Linked DNA regions of Anas platyrhynchos: region 1 is linked to region 2. A link is a contact called in public Hi-C data. All regions are on one chromosome and are shown on one strand. Each heading gives the region's core, a stretch centred on a gene start, on an enhancer-like site or on the middle of the called end of the contact. The rest is flanking DNA. Distances are from core to core; before and after follow the strand shown.

Evidence for each region. A called contact is a pair of places that touch in the nucleus more often than the background predicts.
Region 1: a contact with region 2 is called in a Hi-C map of liver, with 3 times the contacts expected there. The contact joins the enhancer-like site here to the promoter of NUDCD1 in region 2. A contact is called at or near these places in 3 of 8 Hi-C or Micro-C datasets (liver, skeletal muscle and subcutaneous adipose tissue).

What each region holds. Positions count from the first base shown.
Region 1 is chr2:18,421,043-18,428,204 of IASCAAS_PekinDuck_T2T, reverse strand. No RefSeq gene overlaps it. Among named protein-coding and RNA genes, the nearest start is that of TMEM74, 28 kb to the left of the region's middle. Within about 2 kb of position 5,739, at least 1 of the 8 cell types and tissues checked has an H3K27ac peak or open chromatin away from gene starts, as enhancers often do.
Region 2 is chr2:18,284,268-18,291,172 of IASCAAS_PekinDuck_T2T, reverse strand. It overlaps NUDCD1 (NudC domain containing 1), which reads right to left and starts at 2,045. Exons shown (of 10, transcript XM_038174574.2): 1 at 1,862-2,045. The coding sequence starts at 1,979. It overlaps ENY2 (ENY2 transcription and export complex 2 subunit), which reads left to right and starts at 2,053. Exons shown (of 5, transcript XM_027452611.3): 1 at 2,053-2,181; 2 at 2,530-2,611; 3 at 4,493-4,563; 4 at 6,491-6,565. The coding sequence starts at 2,544.

The DNA.
Region 1 (7,162 bases), core at 4,490-6,989, 130 kb before region 2:
TTTGTGCAGCATCTACAAGCATGAGAGCAGTTACCTGATATTTCTTTCCCAAAGTGACATTCAGCTGTATTTTTAAACTCCCTTTATTTTTAAATCTTCCCAATTTAGAGTTTCTAGTGAAAATATTGTTCTTTAAACCACCACTGGTTCCAAGCACTTATTAAAAATAAAATAAGCAAAGCAAAACAAAAAAAAATCACTATACAGAAAGAGTTTTGCAGTTACCCAGGTATACCACGAGATGTCATAATCTGCAAGTGCTGGTTTCGTAACATCTGACACATCCTGAAATAACACATCCCTTTTTGTCCTTCACCTGGATGCCTATTTATTATTTTTTTATTAATTTGTAATTCTTTTCCGTATTGCTTCTGCTCTATAGACAGAGCTACATCATAAATACTGGAGCACTTATATTTTAGCATAAATACAGAAAACCTTTACATGGGAATAACCCTATTTGAATTATTACAGCTATCAAAGGTAGAAATACGTTTTTTACCAGTTAAATGCAGACTCTGTATCATGTTAATGTAGGTTTTAAAGTGTTTTTTATTTGCAAGCCACCAAGCTTTTTGCTTCTGATGCTGAACCATAATTCTTATATTTTTCCAAGGCGCTTAGTTAGTTTCTGATTTTTTTCCTGTTATTTTGCTATATGATTTTGAAAGCTTATTAAACCTCATCTTCTTACTCATATGTTGACATGTTCTACTATTTTTCCAAAAACATTTTTACCCATGTTTCCTACCTGCAGAATTTCTGTGGAATTGGAGCAGTGCTCAGTCTCTGGGCCCATCACACTCTCTAACCCAGCACTCAGCCCACCCTCAGGACCACAGTGGTCAGCAATCAGAACTGTTCCTGGCTGACAGCTGAAAGGTCCTAGGGCTTCCAAAGGACAACTCATCCCTGCGGCTACTCTAGAAAGGGAAATTTGTTCCCCTCAAAAGATGTCATGCTAGCCTTCCAAGAGACAGAGCAAGCTGTAAAACAGCACTCCTGTCCTTTCCAGAACATCTTTTGTGTTGGTTCATACAGCTGTAAATGTCCCTGTGGCCTGTATGTTCCACACACTTCTTTTAGCCTCTCACTTAGCCTCAGGGACCCTGCCACAGCTACATTCTGATAGCACACAGCATCTTCCCATTGTCTGTCTGCTCACAGGCTCACAGTTAAGCTTAATTGTACAGGTGCACGGCACATGAAGATGAAGGTGTTGCTTGGGTAGCTGGTTAGCATCCAGCTAGTGTCAACTAAAAATAGTGCTCAGGGCTTGGCAGCAAGGCTTCTGCACAAGTTACATAAGTCTTCTGGGGAGGGACACCCCAAGCTTTGCCAAACGAGTTCTTTAAGCTCCTGCTGAACTGCGGGAACACACTTGGATCCCACCAGGCACAGACTGGTGAGGCTTGCTGAAGATGAGAAGGCTTAAATGTGACCTTCTTTTTAATCAACTGCTTATGTTCTTTGCTGGACTGGAGCCTCAGGCTTTGGTGTCTCCAGCAGCAAGCTTTTAATCTTTTGTTTTGGCATCTGATTTAGGCCATTCTCTGGTGTTGTTTAACTGATAGACATGGAAACGTTGTCATCTAGGAAAATACCGTACACTTTTCTCTCCTCTATTTAGGTTTAGCTTCCTTATGCTGACAATGAGGGTGTAAAATATGTTGACAGTTACCATTACTCTAAAATCAACAATGCATCCTTGGTCACATCACTGCGATACTTGTTTATCTAAAATGTCACTCTGTGCGGCATATGCTTTAAATCTGTCTGAAACACGTATGAACATTAGCTGAGCTTCTCCTCAGCCTTCCAGTTGAGTGGGCAGCCATCCCATCCACTGTTTTCTCTTTGTTAAAATTACATTGCTATTATTTCTATTATTTTTTCTATTGCAATGAAAGCATCCAATTAGATGTTTGCTTTTCGGTCTGAGGGCAGCCTGGAAACAAATAGATGAGACTAATGGAATCTTAATGGCCAGTAAAAATGAACCTTTTATTGTGATATTTTAAAGCACTTAATGGGTTTTCTCGCTTCCGTGGCTGTCTGAGTGCAGAGCACAGGCACAGGGCTCTAGCACGTCTAGCGAATTCGTTTCTTGCTGACACCTTTTTCTGCTTCAATATGTATATTGCAGGTATCTTTAGCCAGATATAAGTGGGTAAGGAAATAAATAGACATGCATTTAGTGCAGATATTTAAACTCTGAAGAGTTCTTATTTCAGTTTGAGTGACTAATAGAAACCAAGACTATTATTGCCACTTGTCTATGTTAATGCTGAAGATGAGTAGGCAGGATTTGGCACATGCTCACTGTCTACCCGAAAAGAAATACATGTGACATTTAGATGTTGACAGCTTAAAAAAATAGCCCAGAGTAGCCAAAAATTATAGTATGACTTCAGTAATTTAATTTATAAGCCGACTTGTCTAATGCCAAGCTACAGTGGCAAAGCACTTAACTGAAGTAAGACAGATGGTCACTGAATCAACATTTCTGTGGGGAGTGATGCTTTTATCCATTTTTTTTTTCTGTTCTCTGAACAGTATTATAATGGTATTGATCCGAGCATTGGATTTTGTATCAATTTACGTCACCTGATATCTTATGATCAGGATAAGAGCAAACATAATCTTTCTCTAAGAAAGATGCAATTTTAATAAGCCTTCTGGAGGAACGAGCTGTGGCAATTTTCATGGAAAAATAGAGGTCAACGCTCTGTTTACATACATATTTACATCCTTTAAAAGCATTCTTCTGCATACACATTTCTGTTACATTACCTTTGAAAACATTTTGTTCCTTGCTGCTTAGGAAGAGGTCAGAGATTCATAATGCAGAACCTCCTGTTCTGAGCATCACTGCACCAGACAGCACTAAATAGTTTGCTGTTAGCCCTGTTTTATTTTTTATATATATATACAATTTTTTTCCACTTTAGAGGTTAGAGGGTTTTTCTTTATCACAATGAAATGTTCAGATTTTGATGAATGAGCAATTTCTATGAAGAAAAATATTCCAGCTGTGTTGTTGTGACCAGTTTACTGATCAGGTAAGTGTCAGACTCTGCCTTTTCCTGCTCTGGTACTCAGGGGTAGAAAAGAACAACCAATTCGCCTACACATCAAATATCTAGGCAATACCTTGTGTAAAACAGGAGCTCTGGGTGCATGCTGCAGCTGGTGGGAGTGTGCCTGCACAGGCACTCCTCTGCAAGACAAAATCATGTTCATGGTCTGTAAAAGATGACCAGGCTGCAGCACACAGTGATATATATTATGCAGTGGACTTGTCCCCAGTATTTACCTTCTTTTTCCCCTCCACCACAGGTGTGACTAGTTCCCAACGTAGAACATGATGGTCAGCCATCAGTCCAGGCAGCGAGCTTCAGTGACATTGGTTTTCTCGCTCTAGTTTCATTCTCTCGTGCAATAGACACAACATTCTACATTTTGATTTGTTTTACTTGTTGTTTTTGTTTGTTTGTTTTTGTTTTGTTTTATTTTGTTTCTTTGTTTTTGTTTTTGTTTTTGTTTTTGATGTGTGTGTATGTGTGTGTTTTTGTGTGAATGTTTTTTGGCCACAAAGGGGAGGAAGAGGATGTCAGCATGGAGAAACCTCCATGAACTCTCACCACTGCAGCACTGCAACTCATCCCCAGGGCTTCATCTGGTCAGAGGGGGAGCAGGACATAGGCACTATGTAGCACTGCAATAATTTTATGTCCAAACCACTGTGTGCTGAACTACTTCTGTTAGTATAATACCATTTCATGAAGCAAAAACAAAACAAGACATACAACAATTAAATTTTCTCAAGATTAAGCACCTATTCCTTCACTCTGGCTTTTTTAGTAGAATTATCAAAACTACTGCAGAATACAGGTCTTGTACTTTGAAGATATCCAACCACTTAAACCCACTCCACTGAATACTAGGTTTCAGGAAAGGTAGGAGAGTTTTCAGCTTGGCTCTTATAGCCCCCTGAAGGTAGAGGTTTACATGCACCATTTGTAACATACTGTTTCAGATGCTAAAAGTTTAGATGGGGTGATTTGACAGCTACATGGAAGAGAAATCCATTGAGATTTCCTAAATGCACAGGAACCACATGACTTATGAAATTCATGAGCTGGAGCCCTAAGACATAACATGTATATGTCCTGTTCTTGTGCTTTTTGCTAGATGTCAGTTTTTGGCTTCAGACCGATCCAGCATGTTTTTACATAGAGAACTTTCTGGAGACCCAGTCTGAGGCAGAGGAAGGACTTTTGCCAGGAGCATGAAACATCATGTACATGCATACTAAGGGACTGAGGGGTGAGCAACAGCTTTCAAGTGCCTTGTCTGGTTTTGTCCCAGAGTCTGGAAGCTGTTGTCACCCGCAGTGATGGTGATGGTGAGGTGTCCAGCATGGCCCACCCTGGGAATTCGTGCTCTAATCTAAACCCAGCATCAGCCTGCTGAAACAAAAGAGTTTTCCTCACTCCCATATCAAGGTATTTACATGGAAAACAAAAATTTCTCTGTGAGGTAAGTTTCATCTGGATTAATAGATTTTACTTGTGTCACATAACAAGCTATTGAAAGCCACTCACTGGTAGTGCTGGTGGTAACTGGGGTGTTAGAGTGATGAGGTGGTGCAAGATCTCATACACAACAGACTGTGTCTCTGCTGTAAACAAAATTTCCTGAATTAAACCTTAAGGAAAACAATGAGTTAAAAATGACTGTTTCTGTAGAAAGAGCATTTGCTGTAGAAACAATCTCAGATGAATGCATAATCAATGAAATGGTAACAAAGATGGTCTTCTATTAACACCTCAGCTTTTGCTTCTTGACTTTGATATGCAAAGGAGATGTTGAAAATGATTGAACTCATCAATTATTATTCTGAATCAATATAAATGAAGAATTAGATTCAAAAAGAAAATCCATTGTTTTTCAGTCTAACCATTGACATCTCTGGATGAGAAAGGTCCTGCCAACCAGTGGTACACAGGAGGAGCAGAGCTAGGCGGAACTCACTGCGGTTTCTCAGCAACTATGAACAGTCAGAGCTGAGCAGTACTGCTGGGGTTATTAAAACATGATATCCCAATGGTATACACCAAGTTGAAGTGATGTACATTAGCACTTAAGCACCCTCATCCATTACTCCAGTACAGGTAGGGCCCCCATTGACCCCATAACCTCACCAGACTTGGCTATCACTGCCACTGGCCCACAGCCTCTCTCCCTGCATGATGGTAGCAGCAGCAGCCAGAATACAACTCCAGTTTGTCAGTCCTGAAGCCCCCATAGATAAGCATCCCTGCCCTTGCAACAGCTTTTAGTACACAATTAGAGAAACCTACATTTCAGGAGTTCAGATCCCAGGTTACCATAGATATTGTTCTCTTCCAGCCCTGAATAGACACTGTGATCTAAATTTAACTCATGCTTGTGAAGCTAACAGAAGTATTCTGGATTTGAGTAGAGCCACTGCAGGACTTTACCCAAAGAGAAACTCTGCACCTCTACTATCTACAGAGCTGGGACTAGGGCAACTCAGTCCTGCTCTTCCCTCTTTCCTGAAGGATTATTTAGGGTAGAGTCAGCTCCAGACTGGAGACTGCAACTCCAGATCTCCGGATGTAAGTGTCTGCCTGTGCGCCACAGCTGCTCCCATTGCCCAGGCATTGATGTCTGCTGCCAGCTGATGCCCTGGAATGCCAAAGCCCTCAGCACGGGGCAGGCAGGGTGTTGATGCAGGACCTACAGAAAGCCCTGTGCTCCTCTGAAGTAGCAGTTGGGTACCCCAGGAGGTCCTAAGCAGCACTAGGAACCTGTGCATATCATAGAATCACAGAATTGTCTGGGTTGGAAGAGACCTCAAGATCATCGAGTCCAACCTCTGACCTAACACTAACAGTCCCCACTAAACCATATCCCTAAGCTCTACATCTAAACGTCTTTTAAAGACCTCCAGGGATGGTGACTCCATTTCCCTGGGCAGCCCATTCCAATGTCTAACGACCCTCTCAGTAAAGAAGTTCTTCCTAATATCCAACCTAAAACACCCCTGGTGCAACTTAAGCCCATTCCCCCTCGTCCTGTCACCAGGCACATGGGAGAACAGGCCAACCCCCACCTCTTTACAGACTCTTTTAATGTACTTATAAAGAGCCCTTGAGCCTCCTTTTCTGCAGGCCAGAAAAAAACAAACCCAGCTCATTAGACTTGTTCTCCAGGCCCCTCACCAGCTTCGTTGCCCTTCTCTGAACCCGCTCAAGCACCTCGATGTCCTTCTTGTAGCGAGGGGCCCAAAACTGAACACAGGACTCGAGGTGCAGCCTCACCAGAGCCAGGGGGACGATCACTTCCCTAGCCCTGCTGGCCACACTGCTTCTTATACAAGCCAGGATGCTGTTGGCCTTCTTGGCCACCTGAGCACACTGCTGGCTCATATTCAGCCCACTATCAACCATCACTCCCAGGTCTTTGTCCGCTAGGCAGCTTTCCAACCACTCATCTCCCAGCCTGTAGCTCTGCTTGGGGTTATTGCGCCCCAGGTGCAGGACCCGGCACTTGGCCTTGTTGAACCTCATGCAGTTGACCTCAGCCCATCGGTGAAGCCTATCCAGATCCTCCTGCAGAGCCTTCCTACCCTTGAGCAGATCGACACATGCACCTAATTTGGTGTCATCTGCGAACTTACTGAGGGTGCACTCAATGCCCTCGTCCAGATCATCGATGAAGATATTAAAGAGGACTCGCCCCAGTACCGAGCCCTGGGGAACACCATTAGTGACTGGCCTCCAACTGGACTTGACTCCATTCACCACGACTCTTTGGGCCCTGCTATCCAGCCAGTTTTTAACCCAATGAAGCGTACACCAGTCTAAGCCACGAGCAGACAGTTTCTTGAGGAGAATGTTGTGGGAAACGGTGTCAAAAGCCTTGCTGAAGTCAAGGCAGACCACATCCACAGCCTTTCGCTTGTCCACCAAGTGCATTACTTCATCATAGAAAGAGATCAGGTTCGTCAAGCAGGACCTGCCTTTCATAAACCCATGCTGACTGGGCCTGATCATCTGGTTGCCCTGTAAGTGCCACATGATGACTCTCAAGATAATCTGCTCCATGAGTTTCCCTGGCACTGAGGTCAAAC
Region 2 (6,905 bases), core at 796-3,295:
GTGTTGAGAGGCAGGAGACCTTTTTTCCATTAACACCAGTGACAGGACCCACGGGAACGGGGTTAAGCTGAGGCAGGGGAAATTTAGGCTTGACATCAGGAGGGGGTTCTTCACAGAGAGGGTGGTTGCACACTGGAACAGGCTCCCCAGGGAAGTGGTCACTGCACCGAGCCTGACTGAATTTAAGAAGAGATTGGACTGTGCACTTAGTCACATGGTCTGAACTTTTGGGTAGACCTGTGCGGTGTCAAGAGTTGGACTTGATGATCCTTAAGGGTCCCTTCCAACTCAGGATATTCTATGATTCTATGATTCTATATATATGTATATAATTAAAATGGACAACTTAATTTCTACATGAAACACCTCACTTGTTCAAAAAGAACATTCATATTTTAGCAAGACAGTCCAAAAATATCTTAAAAACCAGCTTTGCAAAACTTTAATCTCAAAACCAAGACACAGAACTAAGAAGCTGTACTTATACTACATGAGTTGTTGCTACTTCTGACAGAGCTGTAAGATGCTCCTAACACACACAATTTTACATTTGAATGGTATTTTAAAAGGCAGCACCTACACCTTAGAGTAAAGTCTTAGAGTGGAAATGTTAAACTACATAACAAAAATGGCACTGTCATTAGGTTTTTCAGTCCTATCATAGGTCTACATATAGTACTGTCTAACTTTCATTCACTCATCCTTTGATACACAATTCACACACAACACATCTTTTGCCCCGGTATTAAAATAAAGTACTTAACACAAAGGTAAAAGCAATTCTTAATGGATAACTCGGAAGACTGGTGTATTGCCTGGTACATGTATAGACAAGGTCAGCTTGCCCAAATAGTACATTACTGTCTGGTCTTTACAAAAAAGAAAGGAAAGAAAAAGAAGAAAAGTAGATACTTCATGTACCTTACAACAGACTCAGATTTCACCCATCAATAAAGCTAGAATGCTGAGCAATTTCAGGGGAGCATGGGTATGTATGTGGGCCCATACCCCATATGGCTCAGCAAATTGAGGACTGAGATAATTGACCCACTGGCAGAGCAGCTCCTTAAATGCTGATATTGCTTAGTAGAAGAAACAGAGCATGGAGTGAAGAGCCTGACCATCCACCTGTGAACAACAAGCAAAGAAAAATGGCAGTTTGCAGAAAACTGTGTAAGACTACACTAACTGAATCACAGAATGTTAGGGGTTGGAAGAGACCTCAAAAGATCACCTAGTCCAATCCCCCTGCTGCAGCAGGAGCATGTAGATCAGCTCACACAAGAACGCGTGCAGGGGGGTTTTGAATGTCTCCAGAGAAAGAGACTCCACAGCCCCCCTGCGCAGCCTGCTCCAGTGCTCTGTCACCCTCACTGTGAGAAGTTTCTTCTCACATTTAAGTGGAACCTCCTATGGTCCAGCGTGCACCCATTGCCCCTTGTCCTATCATTGGATGTCACTGAGAAGAGCCAGGCTCTGCTCTCCTAACGCTCACCCTCCACGCGTTATAAACGTTAATAAGGCCTCCCCTCGGTCTCTTCTTCCCCAGGCTGAACAGACCCAGCTCCCTCAGACTCTCCTCATAAGGGAGATGCTCCACTCCCTTCATCCCCCCCCGTGGCTCTGCGCTGGGCTCTCCAGCACCTCCCCGTCCTTCTTGAGCCACAACACCCCAGATCCCTCCGACCCACCCCCAGCCCCGGCCTTCCCCACAGCCCCCAGCGGGTCCGGGCGGCTCCGTGTCCGCCAAGCGAGCGGGACGGGTCCCGCCGCCATGCCGCGGCCCTGTCAGAGCGCGGAGGGGAGGGCCGGGCAGGCCAGAGGAGGGCAGTGGCCGCCCGCCTGCAGCGCCGCCGCTCACCGTCGGCCAGCCCGAGGCGGTAGCAGGCCAGCGGCTCCAGGGACAGCTTGTAGCCCTCGAAGCGGGGCTCCAGCAGCAGCCGCTTGGCGCGCAGCGAGCAGCTGGTGGCGGCCGCCATGTCGGGGCTGCGCGGGGCCCCTCAGCACCGCCCGCCAGCAGCGCCGCCGCCGCGGGGCACGCTGGGAGTTGTAGTTCCGCCCCGAAGGCTGCTGCCGGGAGGAGCCCTCAGCCCTGGAGCACGCCGGGAGCTGTGGGCGCCCAGCTCGACGTGGCCGCGCTAACTACATTTCCCAGCGGGCCCTGCGAGGAGGGAGCGGGTGGTGAGCGCCCGGCCCGCTCGGTTCGGTCCGGCTGTGGGGGGGGCGGGGTAGGGGCTGAGGCGGCCGGGGCGCTGAGGGGGGGGGGGGCTGCGGGTGAGCGGTGGCAGGGGGCGGGCGTGGAGCCCCAAAATGGCCTGGGGGGAAGGGACCCGAGCCCTGACTCCAGCCCTGCTGTGGGCAGGGACACCTCCTGCCCGCCCAGGGTGCCCGCAGCCCCATCCATGAGGGGCACCTCAGGGATGGGGCAGCCACGGCTCCTCTGGGCAGCCCCCGCCCGTGTCCCCCCCGTTGCGTTCTCGCAGCCCCGTCGGTGTCGGTAGCCTCGTAATTTTCTGCTTCCCCGCCTAGGTCAGCTTTGCACCATGAATAAGGACGCCCAGATGAGAGCCACCATTAACCAGAAGCTGATCGAAACGGGGGAGCGGGAGCGGTAAGTGGGCAGTGGGCGTTGGGCGCTGCCGCCAGACGGGAGCGGTGCCTTGGTCAGAACACCACGAAAACACCGAAATTTTAAATGGCTGAATAAAAATATTATCATCTGAACGCTTCTCTGATTTTACCCTTTGAATAAAGGATGGGGTGGTTGGCCTGAGAACTCCAAAGCTTCTTTGTCTGGCAGGTTGTGTTGGGGAGCTCCTGGCTTACGCACAACTTGTTAAAATACAAGTTTTTGCAGTTAAATCTTATTATTTCATGATATGAGGCAACCCTTGCTTTTCTGCTTTTGAAGTTTTCTTCTGTGTTCCTATGTGTTCTTTTGCCGGGGAAAGAAATATATAGTAGAATAAAACAGCACCCATAGAAGTCATGGTAGAGAGCCCAATAAAGGCCAACAAGTAAACTACGTGGTGTATTGTGGCAGCTGGTTTTCAGCCTTTTGTTGTCTTTTCACTGTTTTGTTTCCATTATATTCATGCAACATCAGCATGCTTTTAATGTTCCACGCCTCACTTCAGTGTAGGTGTAACCATACCCAAAAAGCTCAGTTTTCTTCATTGTCTAGGCCTGTATAAGGAGCCTTCTTCCTAGGTCATTACACAGCCAGGTACCTACCGTAACTTCATGCAGACTGACAAGGTGCCTGTGCTCTCCTTCCCACCTAGCTGTGACCAGCCCCTTTCTTGATATGGTGCTGGGACCAATTTTATTCTAGGGATAGAGTAATCAGAGTTTTGACAGAATGTCAAAAGTTGTATTGTCAACAAATTTGACAGGAGACCAAGCACTCAGATTTCTTGACTTTAAGAAATACCCAGTAGTAGTGAATTTGACGTACATTGTTGTTTTGCTTTTTCTTAGCAGTTTGTCTTCCCTCTATACAATTAATGGAGTAAAAAGGATTAGAACTACCAAGTTCAGCTTCTTGCTGCAGTCCAGTTACTCAGAAAAAAAGAATTTTGCTAAGGTAGTTCAGGGTGGTACAAGATAAGTCAGCTTATTTCATCTAGTTGATGAAATAAAAGGTGAAGATACTGCTTTAATTTTCTCTTCTTCTGTTTTTCAGTAATAACTTTTTAGTTTAGTTTCCCTTCAGTATTCTCTTTCAATACACATAGTAAATGTATCATTGTTTCTTACTCACATAGTTTCTAGTCACACTTAGGAAGCAATACAGTGTTTGTTTTAGTTTAATTGATTAAAATTAAGTAGAAAAGATTCCTTATATATAACAAAGTAGATTTCTGTTGTTTAATTGGTAAGGTTTCTCAGTTCCAATTTGAATTTGAAACACCAAAACACTTTTCAAATAAATTTTAAAATAAATAAATAAATAAAAACTTCTGCAATTGCATTATATACGTGGAGATTTCTTTAATTCTTACTATGCTACTACAAGATGTAAGATTCCTTTCCCTTATTCTTCACCCAAAACAAAGTAAAGCATAACTGGGGAGACAGCTGAAGACAAAAGTAGCACCAAATTCTTGTTTCAGAAAGGATGGGAGACGGCTTTATGTTGAAAGTCTTGTTTAAACTAAATATTCCAGCTTTGAATGTTGGCATACATTTGCAACAGAGTAGTCTCAGGTAGTTCACGTGATTCTACATCTTTTCTGTGGCTGCAGCATCAATGCTACCTTAAGAAAGATTGAGTTAGCTTCTGAACCAACTCCTTCTCATAGTCCAAACGTTGTACACTGAAACTGATACTCATTCAGGATGGGATTCACATGCTATTCAGCCATTTCTGCTGCTGGTCTGGAAATTCTACTATGAGTAGTAACCATGGGCTTACTTTTCATGCTGAAGCATATTTGAGCTTGCTGGGAATGTGTGCTGTTCCTAATAATTTTGTTTATTGTCTTAATAGCCTTAAAGATTTGCTGAGAGCCAAGTTAATTGAATGTGGCTGGAAGGATCAGTTGAAGGCACATTGCAAAGGTAATTGGTGGTCAAATAAATAATCCTTTGTAGTCAACTGAGGTTGTGGTCAAATAAAGGTCCCATGTGAAAACTTTTACTGTCTAACAGTCAATTTAAATTGTATTTAGGGAAGCAAAAATATCCCTGGCAGTTGTTTTCATGTGCAAGAAAGCATCTTGCCATCTTCGCCAAAAAAAATCTTGAAGCTTTTCTCTGATCTGAAACTCAATAAGTGCCTGAGAAAAAAATTGAAATCAGTTCCCTAAATATTCATGACCATACAGCTTCTTGTTTTGAGAAAGATGAATTCTTACACAACTTAAAAATATAAAAATAATTGTGTCATTTGCATACAGGAGAGAAAAATATGCATTTTTACTGCTTTTGAATACAATTCATGAAAATAAGATCATCTCTCTAATTGAGAGAAAACAAGCTGATGAACCTCTGCATACCCACAATTTCAGCGTTAAATCAACTATAATTACTAAAGTTTACTGACTTCTATGAAACTGTTATTTTATAAATAGTATTTCAGCCTCCAGAAGTATTACTACATGGTCAAATTTGCTTAGCATAAATAACATATCCTTTGAGCTTTCACTTTTATTCTGATTTGGTCTATCAGCCGAAATTTTTATGGGGCTGTGTATGACAAATTGTTTTCATAGGTGCATTTGCAGAGAATGCTGATGCCAGTGCTACGGATTACCCATTTCAATAGTACGGGTAATAAAGGGAAAGTATATATGCCTTTTCAACTATACGTTTTGTAATCTGCTGTAGTAAAGTTATTTGGAATTACTGAATTTATGTTTGTATTTTGAACTGTAACTGCAGCTGCTGAGAAGGCAAATATAAGTTCAGTTGTCCTTACTAAGGGCATAATAACCTCCAGTAGAAAACAGAGGGGTTTTGCTTGTTTGTTTGTTTGGTTGGTTTTGGTATCTTGATCTATATCATGGAATGGTTTGGGTTGCAAGGGACCTTAAGGCCCATCCAGTTCTAACCCCCCTGCTATGGGCAGGGACACATCCCACCAGACCAGGTTGTTCAAAGTCTCATCCAGCCTGGCTTAGAACACTTTCCAGGAGGAGGCATCCACAACCTCTCACCTGTGTGGATAAGGGCCAATAATTGGGCAATCCAAAATAAATTTCTATAGGAATTTAACACCCAAAAATACTTGACAAATCGTTCGCATGATGTCAGTTCAGAAAATATATTTGGTACCTTGGACACTAGCATTCTCCAATTCTCAGAAATACTGACGTACAGTTAAAACATGCATGTTTAAACAAAATATGTTGGGTTTGTGCTTCTGAATTGAGGCTTTTCAGCATTGACTTCTGCATTTTTTTCAGTAGCCTTCTAGGTAGTATAAGTAGGCAATTTGTTAAAATGCAGGTATGTGTATGTGGGTTGTCTTAAGGATTGCTTTTATTTTGTGGCAGATTTATACCTTTCAAACTTGCTTTTTTACTGTCCTGGAGTTTAAGCAACATAGCTCTATAATCTATTTAGGAAGAGTTGTAAGTTTACTGCCTGTGCAGTAAAAAACTTTCCAGTTGCATCTTTCTCACTGTAATGTAAATAATGATTTTGAAGAGATGTTTAGGCTAGCTTGCAAACTCCAAAATGCTCTAGTAATGTGCACATCATCTGGTAATGCTCAGATAAACTTAAACCTTCTAATATTTGATTTTAACCTATGAGCTGGCTGAGATACATCAGTAGTAGTAAGCTTCCATCCTGAAGCCTATGGCACAAATTGGAGACTAAATCCACTGAGCAATGTAGTAGGTAGTGAGTTAATAACCTACATCTAGGTCAGAATCTCTAGGCTGCTTTGATACCTGCAGGCTTTATATCTTAATCATTGACAGAGGTTTTGTCTTCTACTGAATGAATTAAGACTTCAAATGTCTGTCTTGGTCTTCCCCAGATGTCATCAAAGAAAAAGGATTAGAGCATGTCACTGTTGACGACCTGGTGGCAGAAATCACTCCAAAAGGCAGAGGTAAGAAAACACAAGAATGGGTGTTATTCTTGCAATACAGGTAGGTATGTTCATTAATGTATTATATATTGAAACTATGAACTTGTCTGTGTTGGATGCAAGGAAAAACATTAATATCTTGATTTTAATTATGAATAAGACATGTAAATGGGTATTGTGTAACAGCCATTCAAAAGTTGTAATGAGCTGTGTGTTTACACTACTTCTGCAGATTATGTTATTTAGTCACGAGTCTGTATTCAACTTGATGATTGATTTGATGCTCCCAACAAAATTTTGGGTGAGGTAAAGATGTTTTAAAATTCAGTTCTGTCTTCTGTTTCCCAAAGCCCCATCCATC